Linked DNA regions of Mus musculus: regions 2 and 3 are each linked to region 1. The links are chromatin contacts, called in public ChIA-PET and promoter capture Hi-C maps. All regions are on one chromosome and are shown on one strand. The core of a region is the stretch at or near the end of the contact, and the rest is flanking DNA. Distances in the headings are between cores, read along the strand shown. Region 1 holds the start of Anxa7 (annexin A7). Region 2 holds the start of Kcnk5 (potassium channel, subfamily K, member 5). Region 3 holds the start of Vcl (vinculin).

Region 1 (3,871 bases), core at 368-2,867:
GGAAGAAGGATCAGTTCAAGCTCATCTGTGGTCGCACAGCAAGTTTTGAGGTCAGCTTGAGCTATATGAAGACCCAGCCTCAAACACTTTAAAATGGATCAGAGATCTAAAGAACTTCAATGCTTAGAATATATAAATCTTCATGAATTTGTACAATGTTTTCTTAGATATTACACGAGTAGCACAAATGTTGGCTTTCACACCAACTTGGGCAGCCATGTGCAGAGACTCCCCTTGTATGAAGCACCTAGAGACCTCCAGCTGCCAGGCTCCACCCCACAGGCTACTCGAACAGAAGAGTGGGAGTGGCCAGGCCCCGCCCTACAGAAAAAGAAGCTCATGATCTGGCCACCCTGGAAAGGTCTGCACCTCCCCGCCAAGACACCGGATAGAAAGCCTGCTTTCTGCTCACTTCTTCACTGCTTCTTTGCCAAGTCTATTCTGTAAGGTTTGATGTGTGGTGTGACTCTGCTATTCCTTGGCTCCAGGAATACCAGAGGATTCCAGGATACCTTTTACTTCTGGGATGTAACAATGAAAACAAAAAACTACCTTCTTTCAATTTTTTTTTTTTTTTTTTTTTTTTTTTTTTGGCTTTTTGGCTTTTTGAGACAGGATTTCTCTGTGTAGCCCTGACTGTCCTGGAACTCACTCTGTAGACCAGCCTGGCCTCGAATTCAGAAATTCAACTGCCTCAGCCTCCTAAGTGCTGGGATTAAAGGTGTGCGCCACCACTGCCTGGCTTACCTTATTTTAAATTTTATGTTTCAAATATCAAGTGAAAGTGCCTTGGGCCTGTGAGATGGCCCAGTGGTAAATGGGCCTTGCAGCCAAGCCTGGAAAACACAGTGGCATTCTCTCAACCTACATGGTGGAAAGGGAGCACTGTCTCCTCTTCCAAGTTGTCCTCTGACCTCCACATGTGCCCACACTCAGAAATATATCTTATACAAATAAACTTTTTTAAAAACTGTAGTATAGTGGAATTGGCGTGTGCTGAGGTGTGAAGGCATTTGTCTCCATGCCTTACCCAAGTGTTTACCGTGGAGCCTTATGACCTGAATTCCATCCCTGAAAATCACATGGTAGAGGAAGGGAAACAATCCCTACAAGTCATGCTCAGGCTTACATACCCAAATACAATTTTGTCGTGAAAGTGAAAGCCATGGTGGAGAGCTGGCTCAGTCAGGTGCAAATGCCAGCCTGTAATTCTATCACTGAAAATGCATACGTGAATCCCAGGAGCTCACTGATCAGCCATTCTTGCCTTACTGCCCATCAGTCCCAGTAAGACCAACCTTAAAAAAAAAAAAAAAAAAAAAAAAAAAAAAAAAAAAAAGAGGTGAACATTTGGTTGACCTGTAACCTCCATTCATCACTTCACTATGTCTCTGTGTATGTTTTCTTTCCATGTAAGTGCCTCAAATACTTAGTTCTATATATGGTGAGTTTAACACTAATGGACCAGTAGAACTTTGAACCCTGCTTAGTTTTGTTTAATTCAACTCCAGTTCTGTCTACTCACAATTCCCTATAGTCACATGAAACAAACCTAGGTTCTCAGGATCCCCGGAGGCCTGGAGCTCTCTATCTTTGAGTCCCTCTGCTCCGCCCACTTGCGCGGCTCCACCCAAAGCTGCAGTTCCTTTCTACAGTAGCACCACCTGGAGTAGATTTACCTCGCTGAGATATAGACACGTGTTAAAACTAGCTGAGCCACCTGAGGGGCGCAGCGTCCCGCCCGAGCTTGGGGGCGGTCCAAGCAGCTAGCACCCTCGCGCCGCCCATGCGCCACGCCCTCTGGCTCCATATTGCAGGAAAGCGGGCTAGGGTGTGACGCTGCTTTCTCGTTCAGGTGAGGACTCGCACCCCCTCCCCTTGCTGTTCTTCCGTCGGTCAGTCAGCTCGTTCCCAGTCCCTGGTCTGGTCTTCCAACCGTAGTCGTAGAGCCCCGCGCGTGTCCTAACGAGGTGGGCCTCCGGGTGGCGGACGCGGACTCGGACGCGTTTCGGGTGTTTGGGGTGGGTTGGGCATGCTTTCCCTGCGTGCTGGAGGACTGGGAAGGTCTGTGGGTAAATCACTCTGTTAGGCTTAGAGTGGGATGCCAGGCAGCAGTGGTACCCCGCTTTCGGTCAGTTGGGCCGCAAGTGGCGGACTTAAGGCCCGATGGTGGCCCTGGTGAAGCCCCTTGCCAGAAGGCCGACTAGCAGCTCCGAAAGCTGGCTTTGGCTAGTGACTAGACTTTTTGGTGACACAGCAAATTTAGAGGAACTTGAGGAATTTGTGCCGTGCTTAATGACATCTAGGGCAGAATTCACAAGCCTGATATGTAAGCTCCGGTTTAAAATTCTTGGAAACTATTCCAGTAACAATCTAGATTTTTTTTTCCTTGTCCTTGACCCATATCAGCCGTCTAGGTAAGCAAGATGCAGAGGGGAATGGCTAAACCAAGTGAAAAGACGAAAGGTATTTTACTGTTATCCATTACATTCCTTAATTGCTGCCAGGTGATAGCGAGCCATTCTGATAAAGCAATCTGCCCCAATTACAGTACAAGTGTAGTGAGCTACGGTTTAGGCCAGGAAATCATTAGAAACAAGTGGAGTAAATAATTTTGCTCCCGCAAACTTAAACCACCCTTTAGCCCTCGTGGTTAAGTAGAGGGCTACCTTCCCACGCAGAGGACTAAGCCCTGTTTCCCTGTTATCCTCAGTCATTGCTTTAAATGGCCCTTCCGGAACCTAGAGGCGGCTTTTGGGAAACTGTTTCTGTTCTTGCCTGGCCTAAGTCACACTTCCTGTTTCCCTTCCCAGTTTGTCACCGGTCCCCACCCCCAACCCCACCCTTAACTTCTTAGGCCTCTTGCCAGTTGAGAGACTGACATAGATCCACCCTTTTACTAACTGACTCACTGGGTGGAGATGGTTTGGAGAACCAAGATTGGATTTTCCAAGTTTTTCTAAAGGTTGTTTGTAACATTGTTAAAGGGAAAACAAAAGCTCTGGTTCACTCAGAAGAGTCCTGTTAACTTCAGCAGAGCTGAGTAATTTGTTGAGTCACCCTAGGGTTTGTTAGCCTTTTACAAAAAGTTTAAAGTCTACTTTTTGAAGTGATCACATGAGCAATGTTTAAAGGGGCTAAAAGGCCATGAAAAAATGAGCTGCTTTGTCGTTATACCCCCCACATACACACCCACACCCCACACACACCCCACACACACCTGCATGCACTCTCCCAGTCAGGCTGCACCCTTTTCTGCTTCCCTGTCTCCTTCCTGTGAGCTTGTTTACTGAGAGAAGAAAATGGGTGTATTTCTTTAGCAGAACGCTTGTTTTCCACCTGGCTTTGTTTAATTTACCACGTGTGGTAGATGGTTTTATTAATGGATTTTTTAAAAGGACTTTTAGAAGGTGTATAGTTTATAGCTTCACTTTATGAATATTCATGATTCACTTATCGCTAAGTGATGTTTAGATTATCTTGAACTACTTTTCCTATTACAGATGATGCTATGATGAATAGCCTAGTACCTATATAAATGTGCATTTGTGAAGGTATTTCTGTGACCTATATGGAAATGGCATTTCATTTCTGGTACTTAATAATCTTCAAGGTGCACTGAAATTGTTTCAGTTTTTCATATGCTAATACCTAGATAATCTTTGCTTTATTTATTTTTGTTTTGTTTTAAAAATCTTGGTATAAGTCCTCTAGGCCCTTAAAGGTAAGATTTAATATAGTAGTTAAAATGTAGAAATAGAACTTTGTCATTGGAGTGATTCACTCTTTTATCTGTGTGTGTACATGCATGTGTGTACAAGTTTGTGGGGCTGGGTGCACATGCCACAATGTGCATATGGAGGTCAGGAAA
Region 2 (3,597 bases), core at 1,086-3,585, 300 kb after region 1:
TGGCTTCCATGGGCTCCTGCACACACATGCTGCACATACACTCACAAAGGCCCACGCTGACACATAAATAAAAATAAACAAAATAAGTGGAGAATACCTAAGGAATGGCACTTGAGGCTGACCTCTGACCTCCATGCATGCATATACTGAGAGAAAGAGAGAGAGAGAGAGCACTTTGAATAAAGATCAATTCATCTTACTGTATGCTTCAGTGTGTTTTGTGAGGCAGTGAAGTGGAAATAAGGGGAGAGAGGCCCCTTTCCTTCCCAGGAAGAGTTCAGCTGCCAGGGAAGTGAAATGGCAGAGAATTTTCAGGAGAATCATGTGATCGATCGCCTAACCGCTGCTTTCCACATGTTGATTGAAGTGTTCACACCCCATGCAGCCCCCGACCTTATAACTAGGGGGGTGAGCTCCAGCCATGAAAAGGTCTGGGCATGCTTGGGACAGAAGTCTGGTGGCCCCCACAGCCAGTTGAAGGCTGTGAGATTGGGGTTCAGACCACATCGGGAATATTGGAGAGAGAAGGTGTTACAGAAAGGTAGAGAAAAATCTGTTTAGGGCAGGCAACGAGGCCTGCTGCTGTGTAGTGGAAAAGCATCATCCTGCGGCCTGGCCCAGGGCAAGCCTTGTATGGAAGTACCCTGAGGAAGGAAGCAGGCACTGGGACACAAAGTTAGAAAGCCTGAATTTTCATATATACATATATTATGTGTGTGTGTGTGTGCTCACAGAGCTCAGAAGAGGCATTGGATACTCTGGAACTGGAGTTACAGGGAAAATGAGACTCTGTCCTCTGTAATAGCTGTCAGTCTCTCTCTGTTTTTTTTTTTTTTTTTTTTTTTGGTTTTTCGAGACAGGGCTGTCAGTCTCTTAACTGACAAGCCATCTCTCCTGCCCTAGAAACCTGAGTTTTCTCGGTTTCCTGCTCAGACTTCTCCCTCAGGGCATGTTCACAATCTTCAAACAAGAGCTACAAACAATTGAAGGCCAGAGGTGGTGGCCATGTCTTTAATTCCAGCACTTGGGAAGTGTAGGGAGTGGATCTTTGTGAGTTCAAAGTCAGCTTGGTTTACATAGCGAGGTCCAGGATAACCAGAGCTACACAGGGAGACCCTATCTAAATGATTGACTGATCAGCAGTGTGGAGCCATCCTTAGCTCTGCAGATGCAGCAAGATTTCAAGAGCCACAGACAACCTTCTTGCAACTCTCGGCCTGTGACGATTAATCACCCACAGAAGGAAAAGGCCCTGGGGAGGGGGTAGTGCCAGGGACTCTGGCCTCTGTTGCATCTGCTGCCACAGAGGTCAGGGGCAGGCTGTGGCTCTGGCACACAAGTCAGCACCCCTGACTTGAGACAGTGGAGGCTGCCCAAATGGCTCTGCCTAGCTTCCATTTCTTTCCTGGAAAGTAGATCTAACGACAAACCCCCGATTACGATACAAAAACATGTCGTCTGCCCAGGGTTTATAAATGCTCAGAGAAGCAAGCAGAGTGAGGAGTAACTCAGACGAGTTTTGACAGATGTATTCACATCTTCTGCCTATTATCAAGTATTTGTTTATTTTTGAGAGAAGGTTTTACTGTGTAGCCTGGCTGGCCTAGAACTCCCTATGTAGACAAAGTTGGTATACCTCTCTAGTTGGGACTAAATGTGCACACTACCACCACACCTGGTCTGAGTGTTTATCGCTATTAACAGGCCTGTGGATAAATGCATCACCGAGTGGAAAGCATTTCTAGTCTCTCCAGTAGATATTCCAGCTGGGGTGGGTAAGGGGGAAGTGGTGTTGTAATTTTAAGCAGGCTTGGGAGTAAGGAAGAGGTCCTTGTAATGTGGGTGTGGCTGTCTGTCGCCTCTCTCAGAAGTGTCGCGAACACAGATGACCTGGGATGGGTTCTTCACCCATTTGTGGTTGGGATTAATTCCCAGTAATCCTAATTCAGATCCAATCTCCTTACTCGGGTCAGATAAGTAAGTGTGTGAGCCCCAGGAATAATTGGGGAAACATCTGGATGTGATAGTAACACTGGCAATGTATTTCTGACCTCAGCAGTAAGGTGCATGACCGTTTTAGCGAATTATATCGATTTCTAATACGCAACTGGAGTCCCGCAGACCGCAAATCCCGCGACTGTGTGGCTCCTGGAAGTCTGGTGGGGCCATGAAGCCTTGGCCTGGAGCTTGGAGAACCCGGTGTTTGGTGTAATGACTTCAGGCGCGCTGGGCGGGGCCAGGGGCGGGTTCCGAATGGACTCCACCCCTTTCAGGGTCTGGCGCGAGCGGGCGGGCTGAGAGCTGCTTAAAGAGCCCTGCGGAGGCGCGCTGGGCGTACTGTCGCGCGCGCAGAGGCGGCACACGTGTCTGCTGGTGTGGGTCCTGAGTTTCACCCTACCCTTCAGGATCGAGAGATTGGGGTGGCCCCAACCCCCTTTTGATGTGCGCTCACCCTGGCCTGTGAGAACGTGATCCACGCAGTTCCCCGCGTTCAGGGAGCCAACTTGGCCAAGCAACTGTCCCGGGAGCGGCGCGCGGGGGTACCGGGCACTGCGCATGCGGAGCTCCAAATTCAAACAGCTGTGTCCAGGGCTGCAGGACGAGTGAACCCGGAGCTGCTGGAATTAGGGGACTCTTTCTCCAGGAGGTGGCCATTCCAGAGTCATGGTGGACCGGGGTCCTTTACTCACCTCGGCCATCATATTCTACCTGGCCATCGGGGCAGCGATCTTCGAAGTGCTGGAGGAGCCACACTGGAAGGAGGCCAAGAAAAACTACTATACACAGAAACTGCATCTACTCAAGGAGTTTCCGTGCCTGAGTCAGGAGGGACTGGACAAGATCCTACAGGTGAGCCGTCGGTCGCCAGAATCCTCCACATGCATCTGAAGCTGTTGGGACTATAGCGGTATTGAAGGGGATACTCCCTCCTACAGTTTAAGACGACCCCCCACCCCCCAGTCCCAACCAGAAGTCCCTGGGTGGCGGGAGAAAATGCCTCATCAGGTGTCAGGTCGCAAAGATCTGTGTCTTTCGTCTAGGGACAGGGAGATTCCCCCACGCGCGCAGACTTGGTCAGTACCTAGTAAGTTCCGAGAGAACTTGGGGTTGACTCCAGGATGAACTGGGCCCCGCGGTGGCTTAGTGTGGGTGTGCGGGTGCCTCCCTCTTTGGAGGGAGGCTGTGGGGCGGATAAAGGAGTTTATCTTTCCTTGGAGACGCTCCCGGAGTCCGGGAGCAGAGCCGGGTGCCACCCCTCGCGTCACCACCTCCCGCTCCAGGGCCGTTGCCGCGCCCGCTCGACCTTTCTAAACTTGAATACAGCAGAGGGCCCCCAGACCTGGTGTGAGCAAAAACACACCCGCCAGTTGCTGCACTTTGAGTGGGGCAGGGAGCTCGGACATATCCTAAGTGCCTCGGAGGAAGGTCTGTGGCTGGAATGTTCGGGACGGTCCCAGGCTTCCATGAAGTCTTAGCAAGCTGAGCCATCCCTCAAGGACTCGGAATTAAGCTTTGTCAAAACAGCAGGTTGCACAAACGAACACCCAAATTCAGGTAGTGCCCTTTTAGGGAGCGAGGATAGTGTGGGTGAGGGGA
Region 3 (3,620 bases), core at 413-2,912, 450 kb before region 1:
CTACTCAATAGTTTCTTACTTAATCAGTACAGAAGAACAGAAATTTCAGTCCCTAGTTCCGCCCTCCCTTCTCTCCCTCCCTCCTCTCCCCTCCCCCTCCCCCTCCTACTTGCTGCCACAGGTCTCCTAAAATGCCTGAGACAGTCCCAGGCCCCTGAAGACCCAGGAAGTCATTTCATGCGTTAAAGTCCTATAATCCGATAAATAACACAAGCCCCACCCGACAGACAGTTACCTATCAACTACCCTGACACACCATTTACACAGCTTGGTTCGGAAAGCAGTATGAACTTTTTCCTGAGTTGTTCTTCACAGGGAACAGCAGTCTGAGTCACACCCAGCCTGGAGCAAGTGTGACATTAGCCAGGGTACAGTTACGAGACTAGTCTCTCTATCTCTTTTCCCATTTCAGAAGTGGGCTACAAAGATCGATAAATAGCTAGGGGCAGGCAGAAAAGTGTGGACTGGCAAAGAACGCCCTAGCCTTCCCCTCAGGCAGGGGCTGCAGATCCCAGATTCCACAGGCCTCTCACAGCAGCTCCATCTTGCTTCCTGCCAGAAGGAGGGGCAGAGGAGGAGGCCCCCCAAATCTGGAAAGGCCCCAGTGAAAGAAAGCCATTTGACAGCAGTAAAGATGGATAGACAGCTTCATGGAAGGAATAAAATGACGGCCATGGGGTCAGGCAGAGGGCAAGCAGGGCTCCTGGTTATGAATTACTGTCTAAAGGTGCTAAGAGTCCCCGGAGGTGTGAGCAAAATGCCCCGAAGGAAAGGAGGCGGCGACAGAGAGAGGAAGAAGCCAAGCAGTTGGGTAGAAGCGACAGACACCAGGATCCCAGGGGAGGGTTGGGCAGGTGGGTCTCAGGGGACAGAAGTATTAGAAAGGCGAGCAGCCCGGTGCAAATAAGAATCCTTGGAAGTTAGGGCAGGGAGACCATAAGAGAAACCACCCACAGGTTGGAGAGGAGAGGCCTAAAAAGGAGCTAAGAGCAAGGTACTCAACGCAAGTGACGCGAGCCTGCCCAGGGGAGGGACCGTGAGACAACCTAACGACCATTTCTTGGGCGCCTACTACGGGCACACACACCCTAGGCACTTCACAACTAAAAGCTCGCTGACTCTTCACAGCACAGCCCCAAGGCAGGATTTCTCACACAAGTGTCCCATTTTATAGATGAGGAAACTGAGGTCCCCGACAGGCTCAGTGGCTTGCTCAAGGTCACAGCCCAGAGAAATCGGCATTCGAAACCACGGCACCTGCCCTGGAGTCCACCCGACGCTCCAAGCGCCTGCGAATGCAAGCAGCGAGGCGGACCGGGACCCTGGGGACTTCTCCCGCCCGCGCTCCCGTCCCAGGCCCGGCGCGCTCACCCGGACGAGGTTGCTGACGGCCGCCTGCACGGCGGCTACGGGCGCGGTGAGGTCAGGAATGGCTTTGCCGTCCACCTCGCCCTCCTCGTGCATAATCACCAGGTGCGAGATCTGCTGCGCCACCGGCTCCAGGATGCTCTCGATCGTACGCGTGTGAAACACCGGCATCGCGGCGGCTAGCGGGGCGGCGTACCGCGGGCAACAGAAAACTGGGATCCGTAGGGCCGGGAGCCGGCGGCGAGTGACTGACTCGGAGCGGCGACTAGAGTCCGGGCTTCCCTCGGCGTAACTAGCCCCACAGGCGCCCCGCCCTCTCACGTCGCCGCGCCCAATGGTAACGCAACTCAGAGCCGGACTGTGGCTCCTATTGGTCTTACTTCGATAAGCTCCGCCCCCAAGGCAGAGCCGCTAAGGTCCCGCCCCGCCCCCATTCCCAAGGGAGGGGCCTGGGATTGGGGCTGCGCCGCAGGGATTGCGACCGGATTCCCGAACCCTCTCGCGGGGCGCTCCTTATAAGGGCATAGTGGGAGCGGAGCGAGCGACTGCACTGGACTGGCCCCGCCCCCAGGAGCCGCCTCCCGCCTCAGAGTGGCGGAGCTCCGCCCCTCCGCAGGATCACCTCAGTAGGGCGGGATATCCTCACCTCAGGCAGCGCCAGAGAGAGGGGACCTCGGCTTCCCCCGGTCTCCCCGCAGGGTGCTCCCCTTTACCGTCACCGGACGCAGTCAGAACACTGTTCCGTCACCTCCCAGTAATTCACGAGGAAGTAAAAAGATCCAGACAACAAAAACACACCGAGAAACATGAGTACCCATTGATTTGTACTATCTGCCCTCGGATAGTCACAGTTAAGTTTGGTGTGGCACTTTCTAGACCTCCGTGTACACGTTCACTTGCAAATACGTGTTTTCTAAATAAATAGGAACGTTTCCGTAGAACTAGAGACTTAATGAAATTTACCTGCTAATCTTTCGCTTTTGGTGAGTAGAAGTCTGTCTGCCACCTTCTGTTTTAGCGACTGGTATCCCATTTTTGCAAATCTACTTAGGTCTGGTTCCGTTGCTAAAATGTTTGCCTAGAATGTAAGAAGCCCTAGGTTTGATTCCCAGCACTACGCAAAATCAGCCTTGATAGAGTGGGCCCGTATACCAGCAGCACTAGGGAAGTGGATCAGGGGTTCAAGGTCATACTCCACTACAAAGAAAGTTTGAGGCCATCCTGGAGGGGTAGTCCTTTTGTGGTTGTGATGAGCATCTATTTGTAGTTACAACAGCACTCCAGAGGCAGGGTTAGGAGGATCATTTGAGGAAGGAGTTCCAAGCCAGTCTGAGCAACATGACAAGACCCCCATCTCAAAAAAAAAAAAAAAGTGAAATGAAAATTCAAAAGTGGATACTTTTTAACAAGTCTGTAAGTAGGGCCAAATTGCCCAATCCCCTCACCACATTTAAGACATCTGCATGTTTTCCTAACCTCAAGTTCTCTTGCCCAAGCTTCCTCATTCTGAGAGGAAACACATTCATTAATGCCTTCAAATGAAAGATCCTCAAGTCAAAGAAAAATGTTTCTCAGGATGTCACATTTTGCAGAAGGCCAAGCCACATGTTGTCTTACCCAGCTCTAAAGTTCTGTGTGTCTAGCAGTACATACCCCCGTTTCTGCTCTGTGGTTACCAAGTCTTGAACTTTCTCTTGAGGTGGGGATGAGCTCAGTTGGTAAAGAGCACTCGCCTACCATGCACAAAGCTTTAGTACTTGCCTACCATACACAAAGCTTTAGGTCAGCCTCTAGCATCACAAAACAAGGACATGGTGTTCATACACACCTATAATTTTGTCTGTCACCCAGGAGTTGGAGGCAAGAGGATTAGAAGAAGTTCAAGGTCCTCCTCGGCTACCTAGCAAGTTTGATGACAGCCTGGGCTGCTTGAGACACTGACTCAAAAACAAAACAAACAAAACCACCTTAATAAATAACCATGAATGCAGAGGCTCTGCCTCCAACTGAAACAAAGCTGTACAGGAGGGAGCTCATTTCTGTCTGCCTTTGATAAGAGCTTCCTGGGCCATTCAACGTCAGACTTCTTTCTCTGGAGTCTCTCAGTTCATCATTGTGTTTTGCTTATTACTTAATGACCTATCTCCTGGACAGAGGGATTTTGGGGTTAACTACAAACCTTCCCAGAACTTGGGAACCCCTCCACTCCACTAACTTGTAATTCTTCTCTTAGTTGCTAGGAAGAAAGAATC

What was found. Promoter capture Hi-C pulls out the DNA fragments that hold promoters and counts their contacts. ChIA-PET counts read pairs in DNA pulled down with a chosen protein or histone mark.
Region 2: a contact with region 1 is called in an RNA polymerase II ChIA-PET map of memory CD8 T cells, with 17 read pairs. The contact joins the promoter of Kcnk5 here to the promoter of Anxa7 in region 1. A contact is called at or near these places in 1 of 39 promoter capture datasets (liver), 1 of 115 datasets of contacts at active chromatin or transcription factors (memory CD8 T cells) and 1 of 9 other capture datasets (liver).
Region 3: a promoter capture Hi-C map of liver shows a contact between it and region 1, with 4 times the contacts expected there. The contact joins the promoter of Vcl here to the promoter of Anxa7 in region 1. A contact is called at or near these places in 5 of 39 promoter capture datasets (liver, macrophages, maxillary cranial neural crest and 1 more), 2 of 484 Hi-C or Micro-C datasets (embryonic stem cells and reprogramming fibroblasts) and 1 of 115 datasets of contacts at active chromatin or transcription factors (memory CD8 T cells).

The regions. Positions count from the first base shown.
Region 1 is chr14:20,477,879-20,481,749 of GRCm38.p6, reverse strand. Anxa7 (annexin A7) reads left to right here and starts at 1,617. Exons shown (of 13, transcript NM_001110794.1): 1 at 1,617-1,855.
Region 2 is chr14:20,180,520-20,184,116 of GRCm38.p6, reverse strand. It overlaps Kcnk5 (potassium channel, subfamily K, member 5), which reads left to right and starts at 2,335. Exons shown (of 5, transcript NM_021542.4): 1 at 2,335-2,850. The coding sequence starts at 2,665.
Region 3 is chr14:20,927,440-20,931,059 of GRCm38.p6, reverse strand. It overlaps Vcl (vinculin), which reads right to left and starts at 1,662. Exons shown (of 21, transcript NM_009502.5): 1 at 1,372-1,662. The coding sequence starts at 1,539.